3 separate regions of the Pan troglodytes genome follow, and regions 1 and 2 are each linked to region 3. A link is a contact called in public Hi-C and HiChIP or PLAC-seq data. All regions are on one chromosome and are shown on one strand. The core of a region is the stretch at or near the end of the contact, and the rest is flanking DNA. Distances in the headings are between cores, read along the strand shown.

The links. A called contact is a pair of places that touch in the nucleus more often than the background predicts. HiChIP or PLAC-seq counts read pairs in DNA pulled down with a chosen protein or histone mark.
Region 1: an H3K4me3 HiChIP or PLAC-seq map of stem cell-derived excitatory neurons shows a contact between it and region 3, with 3 times the contacts expected there. The contact joins the promoter of FAM193B here to the promoter of NHP2 in region 3. A contact is called at or near these places in 1 of 7 Hi-C or Micro-C datasets (stem cell-derived neural progenitor cells) and 1 of 1 datasets of contacts at active chromatin or transcription factors (stem cell-derived excitatory neurons).
Region 2: a contact with region 3 is called in a Hi-C map of stem cell-derived neural progenitor cells, with 2.6 times the contacts expected there. The contact joins the promoter of TMED9 here to the promoter of NHP2 in region 3. A contact is called at or near these places in 1 of 7 Hi-C or Micro-C datasets (stem cell-derived neural progenitor cells) and 1 of 1 datasets of contacts at active chromatin or transcription factors (stem cell-derived excitatory neurons).

Annotation. Positions count from the first base shown.
Region 1 is chr4:175,175,599-175,178,857 of NHGRI_mPanTro3-v2.0_pri, forward strand. It overlaps FAM193B (family with sequence similarity 193 member B), which reads right to left and starts at 1,518. Exons shown (of 9, transcript XM_518137.8): 1 at 1,213-1,518. The coding sequence starts at 1,422.
Region 2 is chr4:175,218,418-175,221,549 of NHGRI_mPanTro3-v2.0_pri, forward strand. TMED9 (transmembrane p24 trafficking protein 9) reads left to right here and starts at 1,879. Exons shown (of 5, transcript XM_518138.7): 1 at 1,879-2,145; 2 at 2,322-2,422. The coding sequence starts at 1,959.
Region 3 is chr4:175,620,714-175,624,328 of NHGRI_mPanTro3-v2.0_pri, forward strand. It overlaps NHP2 (NHP2 ribonucleoprotein), which reads right to left and starts at 1,362. Exons shown (of 4, transcript XM_009450278.5): 1 at 981-1,362; 2 at 814-883. The coding sequence starts at 1,140.

The DNA of each region.
Region 1 (3,259 bases), core at 268-2,767, 440 kb before region 3:
CAATGTTTCATCACAGAAAGGGGAGTGCTACCAGAGGGAGGCACAGAGGGCTGTGGGCACAGAGAGGGCACCTGACGCAACTGGGGAGGTCAGGGGAGGCTTTGTGGGAAGGTACCCCAAACGGCAACCCCACTCACATGCACAATTCCAGAGATTCTACTAGAAGGCTGTCAAGAGCCATGCCTTCTGGCTGCACCAGCCTCCCAGAGTCCCCTGCTGCCCGATGCAGTGTCTGCAGAGCCAAACGCATCTTCCGCCACGCCTCATCCTCATCCGGCGCCGCATCCGACCCTCCAAGACTCCTGCAGGAGCCTGCCTTCCTGGGCAGGCTCAGCCAAAAGACCAACTCAAAACTCTTTTGTCAGAGCAAGCTTAGGGAGAGCCACCCAGCCCCGAGTGCCACAACCCTCCCAGAGCAACCGTGGCCCATGTCACCCCCGCCTCTCAGTGAACATTGGCAGGGTACCTCCCATTATCTCCTTTGCTCAAAAGAAAGTGACCTTCTTCCAGGTGGCAAGCTGGAAGCTTTGGGGAATCCTCCTACTGTTCACTCTCAGCAGGATTCTCCAAACCTGGGATCTCAAGGTCGGGGTGGGCTGCCTTGCGGAGCAGGGGAGGGAAGAAGGGCAGGTTCTGCTGGGTTTCCACCTCAGTGCAGAAACCCCACCAAAAACTCTTCCGGGCAGCCCGGCTGTCTGCTCCAACTGCTCTGCTGGGGATGGCGAGGAGGCGCCAGGAGACACAGCTGCTGAGGGGGCCGCGGCTGCAGGCGCTGCAGGGGACGGAGTGGAGCCGTTCCCGGGGGCAGAGGGAAGAGGCTGCAGTCGTCCAGTCCCAGAGCCCCGAGATGGCCTGTGGCTGAGGGAGCAGGTGGGCCCGGGGGAGGTGGCGGGCCGAGAGCGGAGCTGCGGCCTCGGGATCACAGCCCAGTCCCAGTCCCAGTGTGGGTGTACGGCCGGAACGCCCGGAGGCGGCGGGGAGAGGGGAGCAGCTTCAGCCCAGTCGCAGGAGCGCGGACCGAGCCTCGGCTTTGGGGAGAGGGGTCCAGCCTCCATTCCCGCCCCGGGGGAGAAAGCTTCGGCGCCGGACCCGGGGGAAAGCTGCTACCCCAGCCGCGGCGGGATGGCCCATCCCCAACCCCGCCCCACTCCCGCTCCCGCTCGGGGAAGGTGAAAGCGCCCGAGCCGCCGAAGTCTCCCCGCTCGCTCCTACCTGCGGGCCGGGCACCAGGTTGGGTTCGTCATCCTCCCTGGGGCCGTCGTGGTCGGGCTCCGCCGGCGCCTCCGGAGGGCCTGCACCCGCTCCCGCCTCCAGGCTTGGCGGCGGCGGGGGCTCGGGCGCCTGGGGCTTCTGCGGCCCCGCGGCCCGAGCCCGCTCGCGCCTGCCCGCACCGCCGCTCGGCCTGCTCCGCCTCCGAGTCATGCCGCCGCTCGCGCCGCTCCCTCGCTCCACACGCCGCGCCGCCGCCGCCGCCGCCGCCGCCGCTACCGCTCCCCTCACAGGACAACAGCCAATATGGCGGCGCCCGGTTCCCCCCCTCCGCCTGCTGCCAACAGGTCAGAGGGCACGCGGAGTCCGCGCCGCCGCACTAGCCCCCGAGGCCGCCTGCGCCATTTTGAATAAGGTCACCACCCGGAGTTCGGTGGGAGAAAAACTTGGTGGGGAGACGCCCTTCCCCCCCTACGCGGGACGGGAAGGATGCAACCTGCTGGAGGAACGCGTGTAATGCGGTGGTAATCGCGCTGCACCACCTTAGCACTTAATAATTGCCTGTTAAATGGATGAGTGAATTAATTTCTATAGTGTTACAATACTTTCACACCCATCGTCTGACTCCTTCCGACAGCACAGCGAGGCAGGTACGGATCATTCCCATTTTGCAGGTGAGAAATATTGAGGCAACATAAAGGCCTGGAAAAGGTTGCTGTACATCATTTTGTTGGAACTCCTGGGCTCGTGGACGGCCTGAGTTGAAAGGGACGAAGGTCTTTATTTGCAACATATGGTCTACTGGGAGTCCAGCGTTCTGTGCTTGGGACAGTGGGACTCAAACCCGACTCCTTGTTCCCGAGTCTGATGGGGAAGGTAGACACGTAGGTACATAGTTACAACCGGTGTGATAACGATGAGACGACTAGGTGTTTCCAAAAAAATAGTATGTGCAGGAGAGGATTTTGGAGTGGTACACAAAGGAGAATTTTTAAAACTTAATAATTATGTATTTAATTGTTAAAAATGGAATTTCCCCCCTCTTTTCTTTTTGTGAATATACTGTATAATACATGTACATGGCACAGATTAAAAAAAAAAAAGTTTTGAGTGAAGTCTGTCTCATGCCTGGGCTATGTACTCTGAAATTGTGGTTATATGCAGAGTTGCTATTGGTATCAACAGGGGCGGAATCCTGACACTGGCTTCCTAACCCATGGGGCAAGGGCTATTTTGAAAGGAAGAGCTACATGGAAGGCCCTGGAGCTCTCCTTAACTACCAAGAAAATAAATCAAAAATAGTACCTTATCTCACCCAGGGATTAATGCCACTATCAAAGATTTGAAAGACGCAGGGTGAGTCCCATCACATCACCATTACCTCTTCAGTTTGCCCAGAACAGAAGAGAGGCGGCGTTGAAGAACAACAGAGCATTATGATAAACTTACTTATTCTGGTAAGAACCCCAACTGCAGGCATTCTTCCAGATGCGGTCCTTCTTGGGACAGATCAGCACAGTTGTTGGTCTCTAATAGGCAACAAGAGGTCTGGTCAATGGTTATTCTTCTGTACCAAACACCAGGAGTCCCTTGCATTGATCTGGCAGGGGCAGCGCTAAACCCTCACTGTCTTGCTTCAGGGTATGTCACGCTCTGGACCCAGCCACTTAGTTTACAGGGATTTTTTTTTTTTTTTTTTTTTTTAATGACAGAGTCTCACTCTATCTCCCAGGCTGGAGTGCAGTGGCGCAATTTCAGCTCACTGCAACCTCCGTCTCCTGGGTTCAAGGGATTCTCGTGCCTCAGCCTCCAGATCAGCTGGGATTAGAGGGACATGCTACCACGCCCCCTAATTTTTTTGTATTTTTAGTAGAGACGGGGTTTCGCCATATTGCCCAGGCTGGTCTCGAATTCTTGACCTCAGGTGATGCACCTGCCTCGGCCTCCCACAGTGCTAGGATTACAGGCGGAGCCACTGCACCCTGCCAGTTTACAGGGATTTTTTTTTTTACTAAATCTCCATTCTAATGGATATCAGGCTAATTTACTG
Region 2 (3,132 bases), core at 629-3,128, 400 kb before region 3:
CCCGACTGGTCTCGAACTGCTGGGCTCAAGCAATCCTCCTGCTTCTGCCTCCCAAAGCGCTGGAATTATAGGCGTAAGCCACCACGCCCAGCCTATTTTTACTTTTTTGAGGAATCATTATACTGTTTTCCACAGTGTCTGTACCATTTTACATTCCCACCAACAGTGCACAAGGGTTCAATTTCCCCACATCCTTGCCAATGCTTGTAGTTTGTTTCTTTTCCTTTTTTTTTTTCTAGTGGCCATCTTAATGGGTATATGACGTAGTATCTCATTGTTCTTTATCTCATTGTGATTTGTGTTTCCCTAATGATTAGTGATGTTGAGTATCTTTTCATGTGCTCACTGGCCACTTGTTGATCATTGGAGAAATGTCTATTCAAGCCCTTTGTTGTGGTTTTTGAATAAGATTGTTCTTATTTTGTTGCTGAGTTTTAGGAGTCTCTGCATATTCTGGATATTAATCCTTTGTCAGATATATGATTTGCAAATATTTTCTTCCATTCTGTGGGTTGCCTCTTTACTCTGCTACAGTGTCTTTTGATGCACAAAATGTTTTAATTTTCATAAAGTCCAATTTGTCTATTTTTTCTTTTGTTGCCTGTGCCTTTAGTGTCATATACAGGAAGTCTGTTGCCAAATCCGATGTGGTAAACCCTTTGCCATATGTTTTCTATGAGTTTTATGCTTTGGGATTTTAAAAGTTGTGGGGTTTTTTGGGTGAATTTTTATCTATGGCGTTAGAGAAGGATCCACCTTCACTTTTTTGCATGTGGATATCCAGTTTTCCCAGCACCATTTGTTGGAAAGACTGTCCCTCCTCCCCGCATTGAATGGGCTTGGTCTCCTTGTTAAAAATTATTTGACCATATATGGGAGGGCATATCTTGGGGCTCTCTATTGTATTCCATTGGTCTATATGTCTGTCTATATGCCAGTACCACACTGTCTTGATGACTGAAGCTTGGAAGTAAGTTTTGAAATCAGGAAGTGTGAGTTCTTCAGCTTTATTCTTATTTTTCAGGATTGTTTTGGCTAATCGAAATCCCTTGAGAGTATATGAATTGTAGAATGAGTTTCTCTGTTTCTACAAAAAATGTCATTGGGATTTTGATAGGAATTGCATTAAATCTGTAGATTGCTTTGGGAAGTATTGACATCTTAACTATATTAAGTAAGGATTTTTTTTAAATTACTGATTCAATCTCCTCACTAGTTATAGGTTTATTCAGATTATATTAGCTATTGAGTCAGTTTTGCATTTCTATGAATTTGTCCATCTCATCTACGTTATCCAATTTGTTGGCTTATATTTGCTCATAGTACTCTCTTATGATCCTTTCTATTTCTGTAGAATTGCTAGTAACGAGCCAATTGCAGTCGGGATCTGGCAGCAGAGGCTGTGTGTGTGTTTGTGTGTGTGTGTGTGATCAGAGAAATGCTTGAGAGGGTAACACCCGATTTAGGAGTGGACAGGGTATGAGGACAAAGAAGTGGTAATGGGAGACCTTGCCTTTTATTTCTTTTAATCTTTTTTGATAATACATTTGTGCATTATTTGGTCGTTCTCTTTAAATTCATTTTTAAAGGTAGAAGCAAATCAAGAGTGGTAGATGCTGTGCCAAAGAAAGTCAGGGATCCTAGGTTCGAATCCTGTCTCTGTTCGCAATTCGCTCCGCAACCTCAAACAAACGACCTCAGTTTCATCTATAAAAAGCTGGTAACCATCGTCAGTTGCCAGGCCATGAAGAGAGTCAACGGAAATAAGTTTTTATTCTAGGGCACCCGCTCTCTCTCAGGTAAAAGCCGCGCCCCAATCAGGTACTGCCGCGCCAGGGCCGCGGGACATCTCGGGATTTGTGGTCCACCCGGCGGAACTCGCGGTCCCGGCAGGCACCGCGGCGGCGGCAGGGCGACGTGGCGCGGCCGGCTGCGGCTGCGTAGGCAGGTGGAGCAAGATGGCTGTGGAGCTGGGCGTGCTGGTCGTCCGGCCCCGGCCCGGAACCGGGCTGGGTAGAGTGATGCGGACCCTCCTGCTGCTGCTGCTGTGGCTGGCGACGCGCGGAAGCGCGCTCTACTTTCACATCGGAGAGACGGAGAAGAAGTGCTTCATTGAGGAGATCCCGGACGAGACCATGGTCATAGGTACGGGGGCGGGGAGGAAGGGGCGAGTTTGGAACGTGACCGTGGTCTTGGGGCCGGGGATGCGAGACAGACAGCTCTCTAGAGCCGGGAGGAGACGGCCTCGCCGTGCCCAGGCGGTCGCGGAACCCATGCCACCTCGCGCTCCTCTGACCTGGGCTCGCCCTGCTTCCCTCAAGGAAACTACCGGACGCAGCTGTATGACAAGCAGCGGGAGGAGTACCAGCCGGCCACCCCGGGGCTTGGCATGTTTGTGGAGGTGAAGGACCCAGAGGACAAGGTGAGCCAACCCCCACCTTCCTCTCCGCCAGCCTCTCAGCTAGGCGGGCTCCGGTACTTCCTCTTCTAGTTCCTGCATCTGCTAAAGTGGGAGAGACAGTTGATGTTGTGGGAATATCCTGCTGACTTGCATGACCCTGCCAAGTTAGTTACCTTCCTGGAACCAGTTTCCCGGTCTGTGAAATGGGCGGATTAATTGTGGTGATAAAAATCAAAGAGTTTTGTCAACTCTTAAGGTCATCTAGACTTTAAGATTTCACAGAACGTGATACTTTCCCCACAAAATGAGCAGCTTTTAATCTTCCCAAGTAAGGATATTAAAACGAACGGCAAAACCCTTCAGCTCTCACCTTCTGTCACTTTTCGTTAAAAAACTCATGGCGGGGTGTGGTGGCTCTTGCCTGTAATCCCAGCACTTTGGGATGCCGAGGCGGGTGGATCACTTGAGGCCGGAAGTTCAGGACCGGCCTGGGCAACCTCCGTCTGGCAAACCCCGTCTCTAGTAAAAATACAAAAAAAAAAAAAAAAAAAAAAATGAGCCGGGTGTGGTGGCGCACACCTCTAATACCGGATACTTGGGAGGCTAAGGCACGATAATTGCTTGAACCTGGGAAGCTGAGGCTGCAGTGAGCTGAGATAGCGTCACTGCACTCCAGCCAGGACGACAGAGTGAGACTCTGTCACAAAAACAAAAAAGAACCCCCCAAAAAA
Region 3 (3,615 bases), core at 112-2,611:
GTTATTTTCCTTCATGGCTATCTATCACAACTGTAATTAGTTGTGTGTGTGTCATTATCTGATGAATGAATGTCACTGTTTCCCCCATAACACAGTGCCTGAAAAAGAGTACATTCAATTGTTAAGGCTGCCAGGCGCGGTGGCTCATGCCTGTAATCCCAACGCTTCGGGAGGCTGAGGCAGGAGGATTCCTTGAGCCCAGGAGTTCAAGACCAGCCCGGGCAACATGGCGAGACTCCTCTGTCTCTGCAAAACAACAATAACAACAGCCAGGCGTGGCCAAACCTGTGGTCTCAGCTATTCGGGAGGCTGAGGTGGGAGGATCGCTTGAGTCCAGGGGGACGAGGCTGCAGTGAGCTGTGATCGCACCATCGCACTCCAACCTGGGTGAGAGCTAGACCCATCTCAAAAACAAACAAAAACGTTAACGTTCAGTTCCTTAAATACAGAGCCGGCGAGGGGTCATCCCTAGGACTGAGATTCAGGGCTGAGAGGATTAGGGCGGGGGCCGGAGGTAATCTGAGGCAAGGAGCGGAGCCCGGGGAGGAGGGTCCCTGAATTAATGAAGGTGGGTCTACTCTACGGGACTTAGCTTACACAATTCGCTTCACTTTGGAATTCACTTGGAGCTGGTATACGTGGTGCACCGGTATTGTTGTACCGGTATTGTACCAAAGGGACTTTACCGACTGCTTGATTGGCTTCTGTATATGGGGCTAGGTCAGAGTTAACCTTTTTACTGCGCGCCTACTAAGTAGAGATTTCTCCGTTAACGTTTAGAAATGCAAAATCCAGAGGAAGGAAGGTTCTTACCCTTTTTCTCCTTTGTTGACAAATTTCTGAACCTCTTTCACCCCGCGCCGAATCTGCTTCTGCTTCACCGCTGCAACGACAGAAGAGTCGGTCGGGGGCCTCGCTCAGCCACCCGCGCACCCATCCCACCCGCGCACCCATCCCGGCCACGCCGCCGTCCGCCTCACCTTTCTTGATGCATTTGTAGAGCTTCCGCGTGAGGCGGCGAGAAGCCAGGGGCTGCGCGATGGGGTTCTGGTTGACCAGCAGCTCCTGGTAGGTGCGCTCCCCGGAACACGCCTCCGCCTGAGCCTCGGGCCCGTCGGGATCTGCCTTTATTTTGGTCATCGCAGCGGCCGCTGAAACCTAGTCCCAGGGAGGCGAGCCCACGCGGTCCACAGCTTTAGGCATCACTTCCAGGTCATCAGCTGCGCGAGAAGCCGCCGTACAACACGGCCAATCAGGAAAGGAAGTCTCCGACTCAGCCCAATCGTTGACGCCCAGCTTCGTAACTACGGAGAGCGGAGAGGGGCGGAGTCATGGTCCTTAAGGCGGGGCCATCCCCGGACCAAGGGACTGGGCGGAACCGATTAGGGCGGAGCGGAGGGAATGTGAGGCAAGGGGCGGAGCCCTGGGAATCGGGGCCGGAGAGGGCGGGGCTCTGGGTGCTGGAAAGGCTGCCTCCTTTTTTTTCTTTTTTGAGGCAGTTTCGCTCTTATTGCCCAGGCTGGAGTACAGTGGCGCAATCTCGACTCACTGCAACCTCCGCCTCCCGGGTTCAAGCGATTCTCCTACTTCAGCCTCCCGAGTAGCTGGGATTGCAGGCATGCGCCACCACGCCCAGATAATTTTGTATTTTTACTAGAGACAGGGTTTCTCCATGTTAGTCAGGCTGGTCTTGAACTCCTGACCTCAGGCGATCCGCCCGCCTCGGCCTCCCAAAGTGCTGGGATTACAGGCGTGAGCCACCGCGCCCGGCCTAAGGCTGCCTCCTTTCTTGCATAATTTTTCTTTGTTTTCTGACCCCTGGACCCGGCTGCGCAGGTGTGAAAGATACAGAGCAAGGAATGACCCCACTGACCTGCGTCGGCACCGCTTTTCCACAGATAGCGTGTGGCTCACTCTCATCCCGCAGGGTTCCGTTTCAGTGTTTCCCATGGGAGAGGTTTCCCTGGTGATTTTATCTAAAATTGCAGTCCCCTCTCTCTCCAAACCAGCATCCCTTCACCCGCTATTTTCCCGCAGTTCTTACCATTGCCTGACGCTACACATGCAGAGGGCCTAGCCGAGAAGCCAGCCGGGGCTGAGGGAAGGACGGCCCCAGCGAAGCCGGGAACAGCGGAGGGAAGGCTTTGGGGACTGAGCTCCCTGCCGTGCAGGGTGAGAGCTATGAGGAGCTGCCCTTTGGACGGGTCTGTAGAAGGTAAAGGGACAGAGATGCCAGGGCGTGGGGGGCGGTGGCAGGCCGAGAACCAGTGGATCTTGGTATCTCTGATTAGCCTCTTCCACTATATTTTGGAACTCTGGATGGATATTAATTAGATAATCGCTGCAAATTACTAATTTGTAATACTAATTACCTTTGATCCTGATGTGGCAGGCCTGCCATTTTTGTGTTGCTGGAACAGGCCAGTAAGTAGAAACTTAGAAGTGTTCTGGTAGTTGTGGGTGGGAGCATAGGTCAGTTAAACCAACTTAAAAATTGGCCTTTCCCGGGTGTGGTGACTCGTGCCTGTGGTTCCAGCTACCCGGGAGGCTGAGAGGGGGCTCGCTTGAGCCCAGAAGTTAGAGGCTTCAGTGAGCCATGACTGCACCTGTGAATAGCCACTGCACTCCAGTCTGGGCCACCCAGAAAAATCTTGTCTCTAAAACAAAACAACAACAAAAACCTTGTAACTCTGAACTAAAGTGCAATAAATTTTGTTTTGCATCAAATAAAAACAAATAGGCAGGGCGCGGTGCCTCACGCCTGTAATCCCAGCACTTTGGGAGGCCGAGGCGGGCAGATCATGAGGTCAGGAGATCGAGACCATCCTGGCTAACACGGTGAAACCCCCGTCTCTACTAAAAATCACTCTGTCCAGCAGAGTGATGGAGAATTTCATTCCTGAGAACCCAGTTCAAACAAATTCAAACAAATGGGCTCGCTTGACTGACCTCACTCAGAGCCTCGGTTGTGAAGTCCCTTCAGCTCTTACATGGAAGGAAAAAGAAAGTTAACATTTATGTGGCGAGCATATTATATACAATATCTCATTCAGTGCTCACCAAAAAATACCTCTATGGTAAAGGTAAAGACTTTACCATCCTTTTACCAGGAATATATAACTTTATATTCACAATTTACTGACACACATAAAGGTGAATAGTTTGGTACAGCTCACACAAAGCTGGATTTGAACCCAGGTCCACTTGTCTCCAAGCCCAGACTTTACCCATACCTGTGATTTGACATTTGACTTCAGCTCAAAAGGATATGTAAATAGTGAAAGTGTAGGAACCTCAGCTTGGCCCAGGTCACACGTGTCTGCATTTTGAGCCATAAGACAATGAAGCGCTGAGAACAAATATGTCTTCAGAAAACCACAGTGTTTTCTTTTTCTTTTTCTTTTTTTTTTTTTTTTTTGAGATGGAGTCTCGCACTTTGGCCCAGGCTGGAGTGCAGTGGCACCATCTCGGCTCACTGCAAGCTCCGCCTCCCAGGTTCACGCCATTCTCCTGCCTCAGCCTGCCAAGTAGCTGGGACTACAGGCACCCACCACCACGTCCGGCTAATTTTTTGTATTTTTAGTAGAGACAGGGTTTCACTAGGGTTTCACCGTG